Regions from separate parts of the Sus scrofa genome. Here regions 1 and 2 are each linked to region 3. Evidence: chromatin contacts called from public Hi-C data. All regions are on one chromosome and are shown on one strand. Each heading gives the region's core, a stretch centred on a gene start, on an enhancer-like site or on the middle of the called end of the contact. The rest is flanking DNA. Distances are from core to core; before and after follow the strand shown.

Region 1 (2,700 bases), core at 125-2,624, 500 kb before region 3:
AAATTTATCAATGTTTTAAAAAAACATATTTTCCCTCCAGAGGCTGGTTTATTTCACATGATCCTATGTTTGGATCCTCTCAGAAATATATGCCCAATGATTAGGATAATTCTCCAAAACAGAGGAAAAACCCCAAGTCATTTCTGGGCTTTCATTTTTAAAAATAAAATAATCATCAGGAAACATACAACTTCTTCCACAGAGCAGTACTCCAAAAAAAAAAAAAAAAAAAAACCTCGAAATAAGAACGACGTCACATTTTTCTCCCTGTGGTATGAAGCTAACAGCATATTCTGCATCCTGTAAACTTTCCTCCCTAGGTTTTCGATTAAAAAAAAAAATTCATAGTATTTCAAGAACACTATTTTTTTAACCGATGCCTTCGGACTTAAGCGACCAAGAGATTAAAGAGTTACGTGCGTTACAGAATGTTCAGGTAGGATCATGATTACTCCCATCTTAAAAACAATTTAAATGAAAACGGAAACGTCAGACGACCATAGCTACTGGGCCCTTCCACTTACGCAGTAAATCAAAACAGGGGGCCTACTACATGCCAATCCCTTGGCCAAGGATAAAAGAACTAAATAAAGCATGTTTTGTTTTGTTAACAAAAAAACAAAAAAACGGAAAGGGCAAATGAACTCAGGGATTGATGGAGGTTGCTTAATGAACTACTTATATTTTAAAACAACAGTAAAAGAAAAAAATGAAAACCGCTTCTTTCTCGTTAACAGGATCCTACCTACAAAGAGACTGCCAGGGCTGAAAAGGGCCCTTTAGACGCCTTCATTTTAATCCCTTTACCCCGAAGAAAAAACCTGAATTACGACCATTGACTCCGCATTCCATCCCCCACCCACTGCGTCTCCCACCCGCAACACCTACACACATCCGTCACCATGAATTTCTCCCATCCACACCCCCCGAGACACGCTCCCTCACCAGCCCTGGTCACCCGCCTGGTCACCCGCCTGGTCACCCGCACGCAGGGGCCCTAGACCAAAAGCGCGATCGGACCACCCTCGCAGACGGGAAAATGGCGGAAGGTGCAGGGGAACGGCTGGCCGCGCGGAGATGGTAAGTGGGTAGGTAGGAGGGCTGAACGGGGCTTTCTGCGTCACCTCACCCACCTCCCGACGACAGCAGCGGGTGACAGCGCGGCGAGCCCGAGCGACCAGGGGCAGAAGGCCTGGAGGGAACCCGAGCAGGGTCGGGGGTGGGGGGAGGGAGGGAGATGCGCGAGACAGCAGCAAAGTTGGGGGTGGGGAGCGGTCACCGCAGCAACCGTCCAGAAATCAACCAGATACGGGCACAAAATGACTACAACCCGGAAGCATTCGGGGCTTACGGAAGGAAATGACGTCAAGACCTTCCCTCCGAGTGTCAAGGCACGCAGCCTCGGAATAGACAGGTGCGCCTGCGTCGGTCAGCGCCGTCCTCCTCGGCTCGCCCCTCCTCCCTTTCCGGGTCCAGGCGGAGGCGCTCACGAGCTGCACTGCGGCTGCGCCAGCCGCCTCTGCGGACCCGAGCTCCGCCCACCGGCTCTCCTCAGGGCGCGGGAAGCTTGGCCTGAGGCTGTTGTGATGGGTAGTTGTGATCTTCCAGGGACCGGCTGGCAGGAACGTTTTGGAGCCCCGCATTTAGGCCGTTGTTCAATTACAAATTTTTCTTGGCTCTTTCTCTGTTTACGGTTTACATAATTCATTTCATTCTTTGAGCCTCTAGGCTAAGCAGTAGCAGGTAATTACTAAGCATGCGCACTTGGCTGGCTCTCAGACTTTTTGAGCTTTAACTTCCAATTCTAGTACCTCAGGCATAGTACAACCTTGCTGTTTCTGAGCCTCGGGTTTTTCTTTTCTGCAAAGTGAAAATAAGATTTACCTCATACGGTTGTGAGGAGTAAAGCAACACACCTTAAACGAGGCTTACATTCTCTATTAATGGAAGAGTTTGGGGGCTCATGTCTTCTGTTCGTCAGATGTCATGCTGCTGTCCTCAGCCACCATTCAGTTATTATTCGTTCTACAGATAATGCGTGCGTGATAGGAGCCAGTTACTGAAAAGTTATTGGTGATTCCACGGTGAACAATCAACCCCTACCCCTTTGATTAACTCTTGCAAACCTCTCAGATTTCTTAGCTCTTACTGAGCCCGCTGTCACTATCCTTCTATCTTTTCCACTGCCTCAAATTTATTCTCCCACAAATATTTTTTAGAGAGAGACAGGGTATAGCGATCCATCTAAAACACAAATCAACTCCCGTGATTCCTTCCTTAGAGCATTTCGATCATGCACAAACTGTGAGTGTCTTTTCATGGCTTGGCATCTGTCCCCTTGAGCCTCACTTTCTTGTTTTATTTATTTATTTTGGCCACTTCTGTGGTATGTGGAAGTTCCCGGGCCAGGGATTGAACTGGAGCTACAACAGTGATGGTAGCACAGCAGTGTCGCATTGTCATGCCAGGTCATAACCCACTGAGCTACCAGGGAACTCTTTTCTTCTGTTTTGTGTTCACTGTAAGAAACAGCCTGCAGCCCTTTGTACTCAGTTCCCTGTATGTTGTTTTTCCTAGCACAACCCTTCTGCCTGTGTTGTCAATGCTATTGATATTTCCAAATCTTGCTTTTATATTTCCTCCCATGTGAACCCTTCTCTGAAATACACCTCAGAAAATTAATTATGCCTCCTTTTTAGT
Region 2 (2,805 bases), core at 213-2,712, 370 kb after region 3:
GAGCCTTTGGCCCAATTAGGTCTTCTAAAAGTAACTGGAATTTCTAGGTAAAAATTAAATATTTTTTCATAGTAATCATATAGCATGGGTTAGAAACCGCGAGGGAAAGAGGAGGGAGAAACTGGAGCGCTGAGAGCTCAAGCGGGCTTACCAACCAACAGAGTGGCTGAGAGCTCTGAGCAAAGAGAGCTCAGGCTCCCCCAGCTTAGGCAACAGCTTGTTATACAGGTAAAGGGGTAATTTCTATTTTTAGCACATTCTATTTTTAGCAAAGTTTCGGGATGGGGTAAGAAACAGTGAAGATACAAGTTATATTGTAACAGTTTCTCCGGCTATTCTTGTCTTGCAGCCTTGTGTTTCTTTTTGTACAGTTATCACCTAACGGCATGGTGTGTTCAAAAGTGTAAGTCAAGAGTCATACGACTTAGTTGCATGCCAGGATGCTGAATAAGAAAATTTTGTCTTTATTTTGTAATTAAAAAAAAATGGGATTGATAACAATAACTAGTTATATAAAGGGCAAGTTACTTAACCTCTCTGTGCCTCACTATTCTTAATGTAAGATGGGACTAATAAGATGACTCCGAGTACCGCACTATCCATAGACATATATATGTAAAACACTTTAAAATAGCACCTGGCACTTAATACTTGCTATATAAATATTAGTTATTTATTATTAAAGTACAGGAATTAGTTAAATTGAAGGGTTGTAAAGAATCCTATAGTCCCAAACAGCAATCAGTATATTTCTCAAAGACAGGCCTCCGAATTTTTGAAATTGCTCTTTTTCTATATCTTATTGGAAACAGTGAAGTCAGAAGAATTAGGATCACACCTGGCTCTCAACTACTTTCCTTAATTAAGTATACTTTACAGAGCTGTCCTGAAAATAAAGTCAGCTTGCTTCCAGAGAAGCATACTGTAAACTATTAAGGACTATGATAATAATACCATTAGCTTTATCCTCTCCATTGCTTTAGCACCTCAGAAAGGCGCTTTCTCCACTCCAAACACTTTCTCTCTCTCAGCTTTTCCTCCATCTTCCCCGACCCCAAAGTGTTTTCATAGTAAACGCCTTTCCCGTCAGTGAGAAAAATTCCCTGCCAGCAGAAAGCCAGAAAACAAGGCTAAAGATGGCGGACAGTCAATTATCGGCCCCTGGGACATGTTCCCGATACCCTGCTGGGTTTAGGGCAGTTGCGGGAAAGCAGCAGAATCTTCAAGCATCCCAAAAGCCTCAGGGCCCGCCCACTTCCCCACCTTGCGCTCTCTCTGTGGCGCCCACCTCTCCCGAGCCCCGGAGCACACCGGGAATTGTAGTTTCTGACGATCCGATTCAGTCCTCGCGGGTTCTCAGAGGACTTTTCTGCCACCCCACCCCCACCCCAACCCCGCCCCCAGCCTCCACTCTGCCTCAACACACAGACACAGTCCCGGATGAGGAAGCGGCCTGTGATGCCACGCGTTCTGAGAGCCCTGGGCTGGGGCTTCTGGGAGTTGTAGTCGCTGGAGGCGGGCGCCGTCGGTAAGGAGACGTAGCGTTTCAACGGGTTTGCTACCACAGTTGGTTCCTGGAGGGACCCGCGGGGTCTGTCCGCAGTTTTGCTGTCACCCCGCTACCCCTGAGGCTGAGGAGGCGCTTTCCCCCTCTACGGCTCTCCTTCTCCGGCGCTGGATGCTCCTTGCCTCGCAGTCCATTTCTCTGCCTAGTTCTCTCTCTCTTCGATCCATCTCCAGAGCCCGGGCTTAGCGGGGACTCGCCCTCTGGGAGAGACAGGGCCGCGACCCGGTCCCTGCCCTGCGGAGACCCTCCTCATTCTGCCCGGTACAGCGGCTCCCCCCGCTCTCTCCTTTCCCCGTCTAAACACCACCGCGCTCACGCTCCTTCCACTCTTTCCCCCCCTCCCCACTCCTGCAGGGATGGAAGCTTCCTGGCGCCAGGTGGCCGGTGGCCGAGGCCGAGCCCGTGGACGGGCCACTGCGGCCCCCTCCTCGGGAAATGGAGTCCATCTCCGCGGCGCCGGAGGAGGGCGAGAGAAGGGGTCGGTGGGCGCTACTGGTCCTGGCCCCAGCCCGGGAGGAGCCGCGACCGCTTCGGCTGCAGGTAGCTCAGCCCGACGCAGCCCCTGGGGATCTGAAGCGCCGCAGACTTCCGTAGCCAGTGGTGAGAATGGAACTTGTCGGGGGGCTCACTTGGATGCCTGCTAAGACATTTGATAGTCAGAACTGCCTCTGCCCCATTCATTTCTTTTCTTCTTCCGGAGTTTATTGTTAGCCTCATTTCTCAAACCTTTCAGGAAGCTGCTCATTCTAGGCTGATTCCCATCAGACTTTTTTCATCATTTTAAGTGATAGGAATATTTGTTATTTCCCCATCCAGTATTCTTTTCACTCTTTTTGCCTGCTAAGTGTCTAGACCAAAAGTTGCAAATTGTGCCCCCCCCCACCCCCCGAGGGGAGGAATCTGATTTAGCCTTTAGTTTGGTTTGGTTTGGTTTGGTTTGGTTGACACAGTGAATTAAATCTGAATTGGTTGCCAGTAGTATTTTTGTTTTTTCTTTTCTTTTTAAAAATCTCATAACAGTCTGGTTATCATCTACTTTTCTTGGAAAATGAAACTTTGTGGCTGTCGCGTGGGAACAGCCAGCTAGGCTACATCGAAGAAATCCCATTTAGAATGGGTTTAGGCTTTCCACTTCTCATTGGGTCTCCTACTTCTGGGGCCACGTGTCATTTGCCATCTTGATTTGATTGCCTTAGTTTAGTAACTTTAATTGTCTTTGTCCTGTAAGCACTTGAGTT
Region 3 (2,838 bases), core at 121-2,620:
TTCCACCCGTGACTCTTCACACAAAGCAGCACCATCCCCTGCCCTCTTCACACAAAGCAAGCTTTACCCCACTACCCAACCGGGAGTGCTGATTCATAAGATCTCCCCATCGCCGCCAGAAAGGTACCCATCTCCCACTGATCCAAAACACTGACCACTGCACGGACTTGGGCCACTCTGGTCTGCTTCCCGCACTGGGTTATACTACATCGGCTGACCCCTCCCCAACATCCAAAACGCCCAGACCACCATCCCAAAGCCAGTATGTCACACAAAGCAGGAGCTCTTTCTTCAAAGCGGTTTCCCATCTCCGACTCCTCCCACAGCAAACAGCCCTTCCTATGCTGTGCCAGCCTCTAGACCCCAACGGGGTCCAAAGCCCAGAGGGTCCTCAACCCAGAAGAGAACTAGCTACAAACCCTGCTCCCTTTGCAAGCCTCGAACCCTCAACTCTCACCGACCTTTCTGCAACCCAATCAAAACCACGAGTCCCCCGTCAGAGAGCGGATCCCGCCACACAAAAGCGAGGTGTCTTAACCAGAGGACCCTCGGAAGACGCTCTCCGCCCCCAGGCCCATCCCCGCCCAGCCCCGGCCCGGCCCGGAGCCCCGCGCTCACCAGCTCTCCTCCTCCTCCTCCCAGCCTGACAGGCGCTCCAGCTCCTCGGGCCGCAGCGGCTCCACCTCGTCCAGCAAGCCACCCTCGCCTGCCGCCAGCAAGGAGGTGGCGTCCCGCAGCTCCTCGCTACTCGTCCGCCTCGGGCCCGTCCCGGCCCCGCTGCCCGACTTGGCGCTGAGGCCCAAGGGGAAGCCCCGAGGGGAGGCCGTACCGGAGGAGGGAGTGGACCCACCGGTCCGAACCGGGCTGCCAGGCCCGAGGGAGCCGGCGCCCTGCACGGCCCCGGAGCGGCTCCTCAGCTGCTCATTCTGCTTCTCCAGCTTCTTCACCAGCTCCTGCAGCTTCCGCACCTCCTGGTCCGCGTTCACGTTGGAGTTAACGTCCTCCATCCCGGCTCCGCCGCCTCTGTCGCCCGCCACCCGCTTGGACTCACAGCGACAGGGAAAAAGCCGGAGGAAAAAGGTGCCGCCGCCGCTCACTCTAGCCGACGCGCCGGCATATAGCAGGGCCAGGCCCCACCGCCAGGGTCCCCTCTGCTTCGGTTCCGAAGCGCCGCTGGCCCCAGCCGTGCCGCCTCATCTGCGCCGGCTCCAGGATTGGGGGAGGCGGCGCCAATATCCGGCCTCAGCCGCCATCTTCCCTCCGTCCCTCCGCCCCCCTCAGCCCGGCCCCGTCGGTGACCTCAGAGCGTCGAGGGTGGACAGGCAGCGGGCGGACGCTGAGAGGACCTGGCGCAGATCTCGTGGAGGGGCGGGGCCATGGGCGAGGCCGGTGGGGAGGGCCCGAGTGGGGCGGGCCTTACACCGGAAGGGGCGGTGCCTATGCGTCAGCGGAGGTGGGCGGCTGCCCCTCAGGCTGGGCAGAGCGATTCCGGTCTCAGGCAGAGCGGAGGGGAGTGTGGACTTGGCGGTGGGTGGGGCTAAGGTTGCTCTCAGAGGCGCTCCCTTAGCACCGACTATTGGCAGTGGATGTGTACCGGCTGGTGGGACCGGCGCCCGGTCCAATCCTCCTTCTCTGCTGGTTCTCGGGTGGGCGCTCAGCTGGGCCCCTTGGAGAGACAATTAATTTCATCTGTTTGTTCAGCAAATATTTATTAGATGCCTCCTTGAAAATAGTAGATTGTCCGGGCTGGCAGGAGCCTCAGACCATCTGTGACGCGTTTTTCTCTGAAAATGAGAAAACAGAATCCCAAATTGTTAAGAGAGGTCTAAGGTCAAAATAATAACCGTAAATTGTTGAGTGCTTGCTTACTACGGGCCAAACACTGCATTTTACAGGGATTATCTCGTTGATTAGATCAGTTTTCTCGACTTTACTGCAGCTTACTGCACACTTGTATGGAAGCAGGGAATAGAAAAACGCTTCTCTCGCCTAAACTTTGTATGTTAATTGAGGCATAATTTGTTCTTCAGATCGTTTTCTTCTGAAAAACTTTTTCATAGTGTGTCTTTTTAAAAAGTTGTGTATTGAAAGCACTTAAACATTTTGACAAAAAAAACTGATGAATGCTGAGAGATGTAAAAATGTGTATTCAATGGCACCCCTGTATAATTCGTACTCTTGCTGCAAAAAGAAAACAAAAATACTAAATTCTTTGTTTTGATCACATTCACCGCTCTTCAGAGAGCAAATTGTGAACGACTGGTTTGTGTTTGCAGCTTTCCTCTAATTGCCTCCTCCACCCTTTGCTAATAATGATCCAGTGCTATTACACTTGGGTGTGGACTCATATGCCAAGTCCTACTTGCTTGTACCTTTTAAACTTCCTGTGATGTGTTTTCCTTACTTAGAATATTTTACCTACCAAATCTGATTCTGTTTTTGAAAACGCGTGCTCATCCATCTAGGAAAACTTTTCCCCACAATTCCACAAAGATCTAGTTGTTCTGTTTAACGTTACCTGAGCAATAGTTTTCAACAGGTGTTTGCACTTTTTAAAAATTTGCTTTTTTTCTCAGTTGCTTTCAGTTGTTTTTGTCTATACACCTGATGAAAAGAGACCATTCATTTTTGTTTTCCATGTCTAGTAGAGTGTCTGACACAGTGGACATTCAAAATCTGCTCTGTTGAAAGTTATGAAGAATGTAAGCTCTGGGAGTTCCTGTTGTAGTGCAGTGGAAACGCATCTAACTAGGATCCATAAGGACTCAGTTTGATCCCTGGCCTTGCTCAACGGGTCAGGGATCCGGCTTTGCTGTGAGCTGTGGTGTAGGTTGAAAA

The links. A called contact is a pair of places that touch in the nucleus more often than the background predicts.
Region 1: a contact with region 3 is called in a Hi-C map of liver, with 5 times the contacts expected there. The contact joins the promoter of OCIAD1 here to the promoter of SLAIN2 in region 3. A contact is called at or near these places in 2 of 5 promoter capture datasets (liver and skeletal muscle) and 3 of 47 Hi-C or Micro-C datasets (heart right ventricle, liver and skeletal muscle).
Region 2: a contact with region 3 is called in a Hi-C map of liver, with 8 times the contacts expected there. The contact joins the promoter of NFXL1 here to the promoter of SLAIN2 in region 3. A contact is called at or near these places in 5 of 47 Hi-C or Micro-C datasets (epiblast stem cells, heart right ventricle, liver and 1 more).

The regions. Positions count from the first base shown.
Region 1 is chr8:38,744,089-38,746,788 of Sscrofa11.1, reverse strand. OCIAD1 (OCIA domain-containing protein 1) reads right to left here and starts at 1,374. Exons shown (of 8, transcript XM_021101191.1): 1 at 1,352-1,374. It overlaps FRYL (protein furry homolog-like), which reads left to right and starts at 951. Exons shown (of 66, transcript XM_021101186.1): 1 at 951-1,080.
Region 2 is chr8:37,874,239-37,877,043 of Sscrofa11.1, reverse strand. It overlaps NFXL1 (NF-X1-type zinc finger protein NFXL1), which reads left to right and starts at 1,462. Exons shown (of 23, transcript XM_021100578.1): 1 at 1,462-1,528; 2 at 1,922-2,167. The coding sequence starts at 1,924.
Region 3 is chr8:38,240,029-38,242,866 of Sscrofa11.1, reverse strand. It overlaps SLAIN2 (SLAIN motif-containing protein 2), which reads right to left and starts at 1,370. Exons shown (of 9, transcript XM_005666635.3): 1 at 619-1,370. The coding sequence starts at 1,007.